Linked DNA regions of Sus scrofa: region 2 is linked to region 1. A link is a contact called in public HiChIP or PLAC-seq data. All regions are on one chromosome and are shown on one strand. The core of a region is the stretch at or near the end of the contact, and the rest is flanking DNA. Distances in the headings are between cores, read along the strand shown. Region 1 holds the start of CTC1 (CST complex subunit CTC1). Region 2 holds the start of NDEL1 (nudE nuclear distribution E homolog (A. nidulans)-like 1).

Region 1 (6,900 bases), core at 3,198-5,697:
TCTTCTCACACAAAGCCACGCCCCTCTTCCCTATAAACTTGACTTGAACCAATTAAAGAGAACTGCAGGAAAAAGAAAGCAGCTTGATGGATAGTGGGAAAGATTGGCAGAAGGGGGTTTTGTTTAGACCACTTTTCCTCCCCTTAGTACGTTTCCCCTCACTCATCTCATTTCCACTTTTTATTTTTTGTTAATGTTTTCAGCTGGGCCTGCAGCAGATTGAAGTTCCCTAGTCCACAACTGAACTGAGCCACAGCAGCGACAATGCCAGATCCTTAACCCAATGGAGCACAAGGGAACTCGTCATTTCCCCCTTTTCAAACAGGTCCTTCTTTTCCAATCCCAAATTTAACTTTCCCCTGAACCCCATCTCCCCTTACCTGTAGCTGAGGGGCAGTGTAAAACCCTGGTTCCTTCCCTGGGATGACCAGATAGTCTTCACATGGTCAATGACCAACTGAGTCAACTGGATATTAGGCTCCTTGCCAGGTGGGCACAGCGTCTCTTGGATGAAGGCCCGGGCAGACTCAAGCCAGGCTTGCTCCTCCTGAGAAAAGTGAAGTTACTTGAAATACCTTCCTGACCATCCTGTTCACCAAGGAAATTTGGGGAAGAATAAAGGAACAGATTTTTCAAAAAAATCAAGAGGGAATGTAAATGAAGATGAAAAGTAAAGGAGTTTGAGTTCCCTTGAGACTCAGAGGGTTGCAGATCCCACGTTATCACTGCTGCAGCTCTGCCTACAGCTGTGGTGTGGGTTCAATTCTGGTCGGGAACTTCCATATGACGCAGGTGCAGCCAAAAAAAAAAAAAAAAAAAAAAAAAGGAATTTAGAGCTTGGTCTTAGCTCAGCCAATCAACTTAAGACAACTGGCCATCCAACTTTGGTCTTGCCTCTTTCTTTTACAAAGATGTACCAATCCTTAAAGTGCTCAATTAGAAAGGGCATTTTTTGTGAACCCTTCCCTGAGCATCCCAGGCAGAATGCTGCTCCCTCCTTGGAGCTCCCATGGTACTGTACACACACCTCTACTGAGACAGCGGTATTCCATTTTACATGGGGTCTGATTCTAAAGCTAGCAAAGTCACCCTTGAGGAAGTCCCCCTGTGGCACAGTGCGTTAAGGATCTGGCATTGCCACAGCTGTGGTGCAGGTCATAATTGAGGTGTGGGTTTGATCCCTGGCCCAGAAACTTCCACAAGCTGCACATATGATCAAAAAAAAAAAAAAAAATTCACCCTTGAAAAAAATCCTTTAAATTGCTCTTAAAAAACAGTCCACAATCCTGTACACTAATATGTACGTGGAAAAGTGCCTAATAATAGACATTACATAAAAGTATTTTCCTCTGGAGTTCCCATTGTGGCTCAGTGGTAAAGAACCTGACTAGTATCCATGAGGATGTGGGTTCGATCCCTGACCTCCCTCAGTGGTTAAGGATCCAGCATTGCCATGAGCTATGGTGTAGGTCACAGATGCGACTTGGATTCCGAGTTGCTGTGGCTGTGGTGTAGGCCAGCAGCTGTAGCTGATTCATCCCCCCTAGCCTGGGAACTTCTATATGTCGAGGGTGTGGTCCTAAAAAGCAAAAAAAAAAAAAAAAAAAAAAGACCTAGACAGAGAATAATTTTTAATCATCCTCCCTCCTTTTCAGTGAAGTGCATACACCTGAGTTCTGATAAGCTAAATATACATAAGATGCAATCCCACTGGAATTGTTTCCTGTTCTTTCTTTGTAGTTAGGATGTGGGCTAAAAAAAAACTCTAGGGAAGGAAACTAGCTTGGCCCACTCCCAGTGCTGGGCAAGTTTATTTTAAAATTGCAACAGGAGTTTCCGTCGTGGCTCAGTACTTAACGAATGCGACTAGAAACCATGAGGTTTCAGGTTCGATCTCTGGCCTCGCTCAGCGGGTTAAGGACTTGGCATTGCCGTGAGCTGTGGTGTAGGTTGCAGACGCGGCTCCGATCCCGCGTTGCTGTGGCTCTGGCATAGGCTGGTGGCTACGGCTCCGATTCGACCCCTAGCCTGGGAACCTCCATATGCCGCAGGAGTGGCTCAAGAAAAGACAAAAAAATAAAATAAAATAGCAACAGAGTTCAATTATACTTAGGGGTAGGTAGGACCTTTTCCTCCTTGATCCCCAGTGATAATTCTAAACCATTATAGCTCTATCCCTGTTCCTCCAGTGCTCCTCTCTTTAGCCTTTGGTCACTCCTCCACATTCAGTTAACCTTTAGCAACTCAAAAAGAGCTTGAGGGAGTTCCCGTTTCAGTTCAGTGGAAACAAACCCAACTAGTATACATGACGACGCAGGTTCCATCCCTGGCCTCGCTCAGTGGGTTAAGAATCCAGCGTTGCTCTGAGCTGTGGTGTAGGTCACAGACGCACTTCGGACTTGGCGAGGCTGGAGCCAGCAGCTTAGCTCCCATTGACCCCTAGCCTGGGAACTTCCATATGCTGCAGGTGCAGCCCTAAAAAGACAAAACAGAAAAGTGCTTGAAAAACTAGAGTTCGAAGTCTAGATGACTTCAGTGTCCTTGTCGATAGTCCTATCACTGACCTTCATCCACCTCAAACACTCTCTTCATGGTCAGGGTTGTCAAAAACCTGCCCAGGTGGAGTTTCCGTTGTGGTGCAATGGAAATGAATCTGACTAGGAGCCATGAGGTTGCGGGTTTGATCCCTGACCTCACTCAGTGGGTTAAGGGTCTGGCATTGCCATGAACTGTGGTGTAGGCCACAGATGCAGCTCGGACCCTGCGTGGCTGTGGCATAGGCCAGCAGCTGTAGTTCCGATTTGACCTCTAGCCTGGGAACCTCCATATGCAACGGGGCGGCCCTAAAAAGAAAAAAAAAAAAAAAAAAAACCACCACCCTGGACGAGGTAATCACTTAGAATTGCCCACAACATAATCAAAGCTTGATTCCCACACTTTTTGTCTTCCTCTCTGGGTCTTCTCTTTCGCTACTATTCTTGAGGACCTGTCCATTGGCACACTGAATATCAGTTTCTCAACGTGGTATCACTGCCTTAAACTCACCAAAGTTTTGTTAAAATGCAGCTGATTTTTAGGTGATCCCATCTATTGAATCAGAATCCAGGCCCAGGCGTTAAGGGGTGGGTGGGAGTTGGTGCCAGAGTGCATACTGAACTTGGATCTTGTAGGAAAAGATGAAGCTAAAGAGGACATCCACATTTCAGGGTAGCACAATTTGGTTGAGGATACTATTTGCTAAGTTAATGAACATTAGAAGAGGGGTAGATTTTGTGAAAAGTTCAGTATTGGGCCTGTGTGGTGCCTGTAGGTTAGCAGGTGGAGAATCTGATAGGCAGATGGATCTAACTAGAGCTCAGGAGAGCCTCTCAGCTAAAGTAGAGATTTAGGAAAAATCAGCCTCACTGGCTCTTAAAACCAACTAGTGGGATGGGGTTGAAAAGAAAGTGTACAGTGTTCTCAAACTTCAGCCTATACTCAGTATTAATCCGCAGACTTTACTTAATTTCGATTCCATCTCCTAATTATCTTTTTACTCTGTCCTCACCTCTGGAACCTCAACGTTGCTGCCATGGTCGGGGTCAGTATCACCTCTTATCAAATTTAAAACCACGGCCTTTTCTAACGGACTCTCTAGTCCACTCGCTACATTGCTACCTCAGGAAATGAAAACAAATCTCATCCAATCACTCTTCTGCTTAAAACCCTTCAATTAATTCCCAATTATCCTCAGCTGAAGTCACGACGTACCTAGACTTACAAGATACATGACTGTCATTTCCAGGGGGAAAAATAAAAAAAGAGAGAGACCGTCAGTCAGCTCTGCCACCTCCACCATCATCCAGTTGACCTTTTTCAGTTTTTCAAAGACACGTTCTCTATCTCTTGCCTTTGAACATGTTTTTGCCCGGCCTTGAAACTTCTTTTACAGCCTTTTTTTTCTCTCTCTCGCTTTGCTGGCTCCTGCACGCACTTGGAGCCTCGGAAGCTTTTCGGGATTATCGGTCACCCTTCCCCTACAGCTGCGTCAGGGATCTCCCCCAGGAACTCAAAGCGCCACAGTTTGCCGTTAGTCTGCTCCTGGCTTTCTCCTGGGCTTGAAGCCCAACCAGTGGGCAGAGACCTGTTTAGGGTTCACAGCCGCCGCCGCAGGCGTCTCGGACTGAAAACATTCGCAGAATCAGTGGGAGGGGCGGCACGAACCGCCTCACAGACCCCCTCACCCGGCCGCAGCCGGCGAAGCCAGAGAGGCAAAGAGGCGAGATGCGGGTTGTACGAGAAGAAAGAAAAGCTGGGACAGACAAGATAAAAAGGGACGAGGGAACGGGACGGTGAGGAGAACTCACGCAGCCAGGCGCCTCAGGCCGGCAGGCCGCCATGACACGCCCGAGATCCCGCCTCCGAAAAGCGCGCCCAGAGCTTGGGGAGGGCTGGGACGTGACGTCATCGGCGGGCGCGTCGCTGGCTCCACCTCCGACTCCTCCCCATTCTGCGTCAGTCCGTCTCTACTCCCGCCTCTGTCCGCAGTGCTGGCAGCCCTGACATTTTCTCTAGTGACATCTTATTTGGCATCCCTGGGATTGGGACCGAGCTAGTGCCCTGTGGGGCTCCTAGGCACCTAAGCCTTTCTGTGGGCTCCATTTCTTGTTTTTAGGGAGTAAGCCTCAGCCTCCACGACTCTCCCTGAGTTCCAAAGGGCAGTTGTAATCAGGGAAGGGAGGGGTTGCAGAGACCCAGAAGGAGAAGTGTAGCCTTGGGGCAGGGTCCTGGTTCCTCTTGGAGGAATATACATAACAGTATCTTTGAGCCTTTCTGTAGAACAAACACCAGCAACAAATGGAAGAACTACTTGATGAAACAGTCTTTATTCTGGGAAGAAGGACCACCAGAACCAGTTCTGGGGCCACTAAACAGCAGCTTTGAGAAACAATGCAGGCTTGCCTCTACTGTGATCCTTATCTGTGGCCCTGATCCTTATTCCACTCCTCAAACTCTAAAACCACCTCTTAACCCCTTCCAGAGGGGGTACAGTCTTTAAGGCTTTAGCCTGCTGTGGCCCCCTTTGCCTGGCAAAGCAATAAAACTATCTTTTTCTCCTTTAGCTGAAACTCTGTGTGTTTCAATTCAGCAACAGAATGAGGGAGCTCAGGAACTCAAACAAAGCTGGCCTGGCGGGTGACTCCTAAGTATCCTCCCATCTCTTGATCCGCCAAGCAGAGAGAAATGTTTCCTCCTTAAAGCAGCCAGAGCACATCATCATACTTGCCTGTGCCCTTAACTCATTGCTGTAGTTATTTAACTGTCTCTCCCAGTTGACTGAATACTTAGGAGCTTTGTCCTATTCAATTTTTCTTTTTTCTTTCCTTTTTTTTTTTTTTAAGGGCCACACCTGCAGCATATGGAAGTTCCCAGGCTAGGGGTCAAATTGGAGCTGTAGCTGCGGGGCCTATGCCACAGCCACAGCCACAGCAACACCAGGTGGGAGCCTTGCCTGCAATGTACACCACAGCTCACGGTAATGCTGGATCCTTCAATCCCTGGCCAGGGATTGAGGATCATAGTTAGATTTGTTGCCCTTGAGCCACAATGAGAGCTCTAATTTTTCTTTGTATTTTTGAAACCAAGCTGGGCCCTATGGGGCTACTGGGCACAGGCCTTTCTGTGTCCCCCATTTCTTGTTTTTAGGAAATAAGCTTCAGCCTGCAAGACCTTCCCAGGTTCCAAAGGGCAGGTCCAAACACAGGCCAGCAGCTACAGCTCTGATTAGACCCCTAGCCTGGGAACCTCCATATGCCGTGGGTTCAGCCCTAAAAAGACCAAAAACAAATGAATATAGTAAGTATAAACATTTGAGACAATAAGAATGCTCTGGTCATAACAGAAAAATAAATACTTTAATTCTACAAGTTATAGTATTCCCTAATTCAACTTCATTTGATGAGCATCTGTTCCTTATTGCATGAACCAATTATGCACTGTGGTACCAAGTTATTTATAAGGAAAAATCTTTCTTTGCTATTATTTCCCATTATGACATCAGCGATATGTTCCTTTTCTTTTTACCAAAACAACAACAAGAGCTTTCCCCCAGGGAGGCTGAAAGCTCTCCCTCACTCCAGCTGCACTCTCTCCCTTTTTAAACACAAATCAGAGCCTAGTCAAAGGTCCAAACCTAATCATTCCTTTTGCATTCAAAATTTCTCAACTCTAGAAGACTCCCCTCTATTTACCAAGTCCACGAAGATGTGCCCTATATCCTGGGATTTACTTCTGATAGTTCACTGGAGGAGAACTGAGCTTGAGCTACAGTGATCCAAGAAAGATGAACTGGATCAACCACCACATTTATTGGTGTGATTTAAATGCCAAGTTAGCAGAGTTCCCCTTGTGGCTCAGCGGTAACAAACCAGATTAGCATGCTTTGAACCCTGGCCCTGTTAAGTGGGTTAAGGATCCGGCATTGCCTGCTTTGCTGCATCTGTGGTGTGGGCTGGCCGCTGCAGCTCCAATTTGACCCTCTCCTGGGAACCTCCACATGCTGTGCCTGTAGCCCTAAAAAGGTCAAGTTAGCAGCTTAATCTGCAGCAGCATACAGGATCAAGTGAGAGGGCCACAAAATCTGTTACAGAAGGAGAGAATATGGAGGACTGGGAGCTGTCTCAGGCCCAGAGATCTTGAACAGGCTATGCTTGCTCAGCAGATAGCTGGAGATATGGGACCCAAGTCAGGAGAAGGATCAGAGCCAAACAAATGAATCTAGAAGTCATCATGTGAAGTGAAAGCTGAAATGTTGTGTTACCCTGGGAGGATTAGAATGTGGAGGAGACAGGACCAGTCAGAGCTGTGCAACTAAGTCTCCCAGATGGAGCTGGAAGACAGGCATGAGATGCAACCAGGGAG
Region 2 (7,217 bases), core at 3,208-5,707, 150 kb after region 1:
AACCAAAAGATGTTGCTTTGGGGATTGTAGGTGCTACAGAAGAGTGAGTTTAAGATTTCAGCTAGAGAAAAGTCGTAATTACCCACCACCCAAATCCCAGTTCCTGGTGTAACCTGGCATCAGCTAAGTTCCGCCTTTCATGCCAGTGAGAATCTTCTATGGTGTAATTTTCTCAGAATGCGGGGCGTTTAAAGGAAGTGCCGACAGTCTTGATTTGCAGTCATCGCCTCCAAACCCCTCCTTCATCCTCTTTGATGGGGGCACAGTAAACGAGTGTCTGCTCAGTGCCTGGTGCTGGGGGATGTTCGCACAGTCGCCACTGTTCCGCACTCGCTGAGCTCTGGTTCCTTGGGGGAGGTCGGGCACCTCCGCGACTGAAAAGCCGTGTTCAGCAAGTCTCCTGTGAACTTAGGCGCACTTCCTTTGGGACTTTAGGGACCAGGGAAGGCTTCCTGGAGGAGGCTGCAATGAATGCGACTTCAAAAGGCAGAGACAGGGGTGTTCGTGTTGTGGCTCAGTGGTTAACGAATCCGACTGGGAACCATGAAGTTGCGGGTTTGATCCCTGGCCTTGCTCAGTGAGTTAAGGATCTGGCGTTGACATGAGCTGTTGAGCTGCAGACGCTGCTTGGATTTGCTGCAGTTCCAATTCGACCCCTAGCCTGGGAACCTCCATGTGCCACAGGAGCGTCCCTAGAAAATGACAAAAAGACAAAAAAAAAAAAAAAAAAAAAAAAGCCCAGGGAGGGAGGGGGCTGTCAAACTGAGGGACGCGGGGGAGGGTCTGCTTAGAGCGCTGGGTAAAATGCAGGAAGGGCACTGGGGAAGTAGGTTGGAGTTGCTCTGGGGGCCTTGGATGCCAGACTTTGTACTTTATTGCAAGGTGACAAGGTGCCATAACAAGTTTTGGATCTGGTGGTGCTCTGTGCGCTGTGGGATTTTAGAAGATTATTCTGATGGCTGTGTGGACTGCAGGGCTGGAGCAAGAAACTCGAGGCAGAGAGGTCCGGAAAGGGAGACTTTGGATGGGGCAGATTCAGGGGCAGACTCCTGGAAGTATATTATTTTGAGGGTTTATGAAGAGCAAGTCTTTCAGGTTTGGTGACCACATGAGTGACATGAAAGCTGAGGAAGGGGACACTTAAGGGTGATGTGACGAGGCATTTGTGCCTTAGTGACAGGGGGAGTGATGACACCGGCAGAAAGATGAAACCCTTTTTGGAAGTTTCAGCTGGTGGAAATGGAAAATCTGCTTGCGGTTTAGACATGAAGCCTTGGAGCTGGTGACGGCGGACAGCAGCTGTTAGCAACCAGCCAGCCCTGCCTGATCTATGCCTCTGAGGCTTAGAAAATTTTGGCCCCCAAAATGTAGCGATGAGATTGAATCCAGCCTTTGAGTTGTCCGCTCCTCTGAGTCAACGGTACACACGCCCCATCTCCTTAAGAGTTTTCACGGCAGACCCGTGGGCACTGTGTCCCTTTTGATGAGTGATGTGGCCAGGGTCCACGTTCTCATTAGCTAGCGTCTGTGTCAGTGTTTGGACCTCTCCCAAGGAAGCTGCTCAGCCCCCTCCCCCAGCGGTGGAACCTGGCCTTCCTTTCCTGAGTCTCAGAGTTTGCTGAAGGGACGATGTGATGCTCTCAAGAGACTTCGACCCTGACCACCGTGGCTCGATCCACGAAAGACCTTGGAAGGGGACCCATGGCTCAGCAAACCCCTTCCGAGTGGTTTATATAGACAGGGTCGGGCAATCCTCACTCACCTTTCTACCTTCACAAAGCTGATTTCTCTTTTGGGGAGGGAGCTACACCTGTGGCTGGAACCACAGAGATCGAACCTGTGCCCCAGCAGTGACTGGAGCCACAACAGTGACAATGCCAGATCCTCAACCCTTCACAAAGCTGACTTTTTAACCTCTTTTCCCCTTGGAGGCTGCCCTCTGTCTTCATTTTCGCTTGATTTTCCCGGGAGGGACACACTGCAAGTGGGGAGTGGGAACAGGTCGCTATTACTTGGGAGAAAACTCAACAGACACAGAGAAAGGAGATCAGTATGGGGCTTGGATACTTCTGAGAACCCTGCCAAGCAAAGCCCATTCATTAAGATGAGGCCAACACACCAGGCCTGATAAACGCAAGTTCTGGGTCCAGGCTGTGTGGGAGGGGTGGTGGCCTGGAAGATGACGCCAACACTTTCTGGAGGGCGTGGCCTGCCATTAGGTGACTCAGTGTGCTTCCCAGGACTTCAGCCAGGAGACAGGGATCAGAGTTGCAGCTTTTATTTTTTCCTCTTGGGGTGGGACTGTTCTATCTTGGCACGAGGTCCACAGGAAGGCCGCCCTGCTTAATCACCTCTCGGCCTGTGATCTCATCCACCAGAGCACAGCTTCAGCCAGGAAAGCAGAGCCCCAGAGCCTGAAACAGCTTCCACGAGCTCTCAGGTCACTGGGCTTGGACTAAGACCTGCTTGGGTTTTTTGTTGTTTTTTTTGTTTTTAATGGCTGCACCTGCAGCCTATGGACGTTCCCGGGCCAGGGACTGAATCTGAGCTGCAGCTGTGGCAGTGCTAGATCCTTAACCCACTGTGCTGGGCCAGGGATGGAACCCGCCCCTCCACAGTGACCCACGCTGCTGCATTTGGGTTCTTAACCCACTGTGCCATAGTGGGAACTCCAAGACCTGCTTGGGTTTAAACCCCAGCTCCCCTAGGCCTCAGTTTTCCAAAACATAAAATGGAGATAATAATTCCAGCCTCACAAGCTGCCTGTGAGGACTGAGAGAGGAAGTGTATGTACAACTCTTAGCGCACTGCTCTGGCCCAATTAATGGTCCTTATTAATAGTCCTCCTTGAATGGCAGTACAGGAGTGGTTAGTAGTATGGTTTCTGGAGTTAGACAGTCCAGACTAGGTGCGTTTGAACTGTGAGAACTCCTTTTTCTTTTCTTTTTTGTCTTTTTGCCTTTTGAGGGCTGCTCCCACGGCATATGGAGATTCCCAGGCTAGGGGTCGAATTGGAGCTGTAGCCACTGGCCTACGCCAGAGCCACAGAGACGCGGGATCTGAGCTGTGTCTGTGACCTACACCACAGCTCACGGCAACGCCAGATCCTTAACTCACTGAGCAAGGCTGGGGATTGAACCCGCAACCTCATGGTTCCTAGTCGGATTCGTCAACCACTGAGCCACGAAGGGAACTCCGAAAACTCCTTTTTCTAGTTGAGTGACATTGGGCAACTTCATCTCGCTTAGTCTCGGTTTCCTCATTGGTAAAATGGGAATAATAACAGTACCTATCTCATGGGGTTATTGTGAGAATTGAATTATGCAGACAAAGCCTTTGGCACACCTGCCAGTACATACAAAGGGCACAGCAAAAGTAAACTGTTCAACCTGCTCTCCTTCAGAGTCTAACTCAAAGTTCCATACTTTCTAACACCCCAAATCACTTTTCAGATTTTCACTGGACATCTCTTAGAATCCATTTTGTGCTGTTCCCCTTTATGTCCATGCCTTGAGGCTCGTACCAACACATCATTGTGTCCAAAAGCCCCACAAATCCAGTCCCAAGAGCACTGACATAAGAGAATTACAGGGTACGTGAAACGTCCAAAGTTCCTAAAATTGCTTTTAAAACACTTCTCTTTCTCCAAGTTTCCACACACTAATCAGCTGCCCTTCATTTCTCTCCTTTCTGAGCCAGTCTCTCCCCACCTTCTCCCTCCACACCCCCAAGTCTTCTTCTCCAAGTCTCCTAGGGGATGTACATATATATGGATTCCATTAGTTGGGGGCCCTGAAGGGATGAAAACACGTACGCACATATGTACATATACATGGATATATTTATATTCCCTTGGTGCCCTCAATGAATCCATTCACTCATTCAACAAATATCTGAGCACCCACCCTGGGACCAAGCTATCTGCTGGGATAAGCAAGGAATGAGGTTCCGGTTCTCATGGAACTTACATCTTACTGGAGGAAGACAAGAAGTAGCATAAAATTTCAGCTAGTGGACGTGCCCTTAAACCGACATAGCTCCGTGTGAGAGTGTGACGGTGCTAGAATACACCTGGTACGGTATTGGGTGGTCGGGGTGGACTCGGATGTGAGATCTGAGCCGAGATTCTTCTTTCAAACGGGAACCCCGAAACAGACACTTGTAGGGTTTGGTGGATGAAAACTGGGAGGCGGGTTCTCATCTACGGTAGTGCCACTTTCCGGAACGCAGAGTCTTTCCGGGGACCCGCGAAAGTCGTAAACGGCACGCCGCGCGGGCCCGGGGCGCCTGCGCAGAAGGCCTCCGCCAGCCTGACGTCAGCGCGCCGGCCCGGCCCGGCCCCGTGTGACGCCATCCCTGCCACAGCCCCGCCCTAGCCGCCCGCGCGCTCGTGCGCATGCTCGGGCCCCGCCCCCGTGCGTCACAGAATGGCCTCGGACACCCAGGCAGCCTCTGACGTGTCGGGGAGGAGCCGGGCGCGGAGGTGCGCGGAGTGGAGCTCAGGACTGCGGCGGGGAGCGGAGCCGAGCGGCTGGGCGGGCCTGGCCAGGCCAGCGGAGCGGAGACGTCGGTCGAGCGGTGGCGAACATGCGCTTTTGACACATTGGAGGTGAGCCTGCCGTGCGGGGCCGCTCCCGAGGGCGCCGGACCCGGCCGACGGCGCCGAGGCCTGTCCCCGCGGAGCCTGCCAGCCCCGGGGGCTGTGTCCGAGCCCCCGCCGGGCTGGGCCGGGCCCGGGTTCTGGGGCGGCCAGTCCGGGGCCAACTGTTTCAACCGCTCTAACTGCCCCCTCCCCGCCCTGGTCCGAGGTGTGGCCCACCTGGGGCGCCTGGAAGGGAGCGAGCCGGGCGGCCTCCGGAGGATGTGCCCGCATCCGGGGGTGGGGTGAGGGATGGCGGGGACGGAGGCCGGGACGTGGCACCGTGGGCCGGGAAGCTGGTCGCGCAAGGGGTGGCTCCGCTGGAGGTGGCAGCGGCGCGCCCAGCCCTCCCCCTCCCCAGCCCCCATCCCGCATCCCTTCATCTGGAGGGTGGTTCGGAGCCAGGTTGGATTCTGAATTCTCGTTGCTTCTCTCCCACGGGGGGCGAGAGCGGAAGCTGCCCACCTTGAGCTCCGGTGGCATTCCTGTGATTGCCAGCTCCGAACTGCTAATTACCCCTCTCGGAGTTCAGGAAAGTGTCACCAAACGGGTTCGGGTTGCTTGTACTCGCCTTTGTTTTTTAGCTGGTAAGCAACGAAGTGACCCTTTTAAGGTTTGCCTGGGAATTGAGGGTGCTTCACGGATAATTTCATTACGTTTCTCTAGGCGCCTTTACACGTTTGAGAACACCCTTGTTATCTCGGCTTTGAACCTCATCACCTCGTTAGTGGTTGTCTGTGATTCTACCCATAGAGAAATTGAGACCAGGTCGGGTGGGGGTTTTGGTGATTTATTCTGTGGATTCCACCAACCAGTGAGAGGCTTCTCTTGGTTCAGAATTTGCGTCTCCCTGCCTGGAGTTGTGGTTTCTTTCCGTGAGATTTTTACATCCTTCTCAGCTGGAGAGCAAAATAGTAAATTTGACTTGCCAGAACTATACCAGAAGCTAGTAGAAGATTTATTCAAATTTTTTTCAGCAGACCCACCTAGGATGAGGATTGCTGCTCAGTTTTAAGAAAAATCCTACGCTGAAACTTGTCCACGGTTGGCTAATTATTTTGTCTGATAAGTTGTGTTGCTTTTAATTTGTTTATGAAAGAGGGTAATGGCTTTGCTAAGTCATGAAGTTGGGGGGGTAAAATGCAGCATTAAGTCGTGTTGAAGAGAATAAAAGGGAACTAAAATATTTCCTCTGAATTTTTATTAAGTTGTTTAAAATCAGATGTCATAAGGAACAAAATCCCCCCTTTGGCCAGCCCTGGTTTCACATTGACCTGATTCAGATAGAAGTTGCTAAATCTTATGAAGCTTTTTTTTTTTTTCCTGTTTTGGCGTAAATTTTTTGTTTTTGGCTGTGGTGTGCAGTGGCTTGATGTGGGATCTCAGTTCCCAGACCAGGGATTGACCCCAGGCCACAGGTGAAAGCCCCAAATCTAACTACGCTACTGCTCTGGAATTCCCTGTTTAGGTTTTTTTAATTAAATAAATTGAAATTGGGTGAGGAATGCTTAAAATAAGTAGAAACCTCAGTAAAAACTTAGATGTTGCTTTCATGATCTCTCCAACACTTATTTTTATTTTCATGTTAAGTCATGCTGGGGTAAATTTGGTTACTAAAGCTTAAAATTACTTCTGACATAAGTTTTTGCTCTTTATAAGGTAGAAAAATAAGTCAGGACCAAGAGGGAGACCATATTTATGCTCAACTTTGAAAAGTTTGAAATTCTGTAATTGTTACTTTTGGGAGAAGTAGAAGAATTTCGTAAAAAGGTATTTATTATCTACGGTGAATTCCAGAAGAACTTTTCCAGCCTCAGGAGTCCATTCTGCAACGATCAACAAAGAGACAGTTCATATAAAATGAATTTTCTTACCATTGCACAAAGAATAGTTTCTTTGTAAATACAGCATTTTGAAAGGCTGTTTTATGCCGTAATGAGTTGATTTGTCAGCTGCCAGACAGCTGAAGGTCATATACCGTATGCTAATGACCCAGGTAAGAGTTGTTTCGGGGTCACGCCCCATCCATGAGACGCCCCATCCATGAGACGTGGCGTTGAGGGAAGATTGGGTATCGGCAAAGAGTATATGATCATCTACCCTCATTTCAGCTTCAAGATTATAGATGTGTCATTAAAGCTAATTTATTTATTTATTTGTTTTTAGCAGTGTAGTTTTCTGTGTTGGCCAACTCTCTATAGCCTGATATCTCCAGTTACAAAGTTTCAGATAACACAGTGAACACATCCTCCTGCTGTAACTTGAAGCAAAATGAACAGATTGTCTTTATTGCCCCTGAGAACATCTTTTGAATATCTGCAGTGGCAGCACATTTTTGTTATCTGTAAAAAAAAAAAAAAAAAATCTGATTTTTGGAAAGAATAAATCTGATGAATAAAATTAGCGTGATTAGAGTGATAAAGCTGGATGATATTAGGAAGCAGTTGAAGCGAGGTGGGACCACAAAGAAAGAGCTTTTTGTTTAGTTTTTAATCTAGTTCATTAAGGCTATTTCTAAAGAGATTGTAGAAATGTTTTCAGTAATGGTGGTATCACTGAAATATGCACATAGCTTCCA

What was found. HiChIP or PLAC-seq counts read pairs in DNA pulled down with a chosen protein or histone mark.
Region 2: a contact with region 1 is called in an H3K27ac HiChIP or PLAC-seq map of alveolar macrophages. The contact joins the promoter of NDEL1 here to the promoter of CTC1 in region 1. A contact is called at or near these places in 2 of 47 Hi-C or Micro-C datasets (embryonic fibroblasts and epiblast stem cells) and 1 of 2 datasets of contacts at active chromatin or transcription factors (alveolar macrophages).

Annotation. Positions count from the first base shown.
Region 1 is chr12:53,449,702-53,456,601 of Sscrofa11.1, forward strand. CTC1 (CST complex subunit CTC1) reads right to left here and starts at 4,448. Exons shown (of 25, transcript XM_003358277.3): 1 at 4,347-4,448; 2 at 381-547. The coding sequence starts at 4,379.
Region 2 is chr12:53,597,376-53,604,592 of Sscrofa11.1, forward strand. It overlaps NDEL1 (nudE nuclear distribution E homolog (A. nidulans)-like 1), which reads left to right and starts at 4,458. Exons shown (of 9, transcript NM_001243862.1): 1 at 4,458-4,609.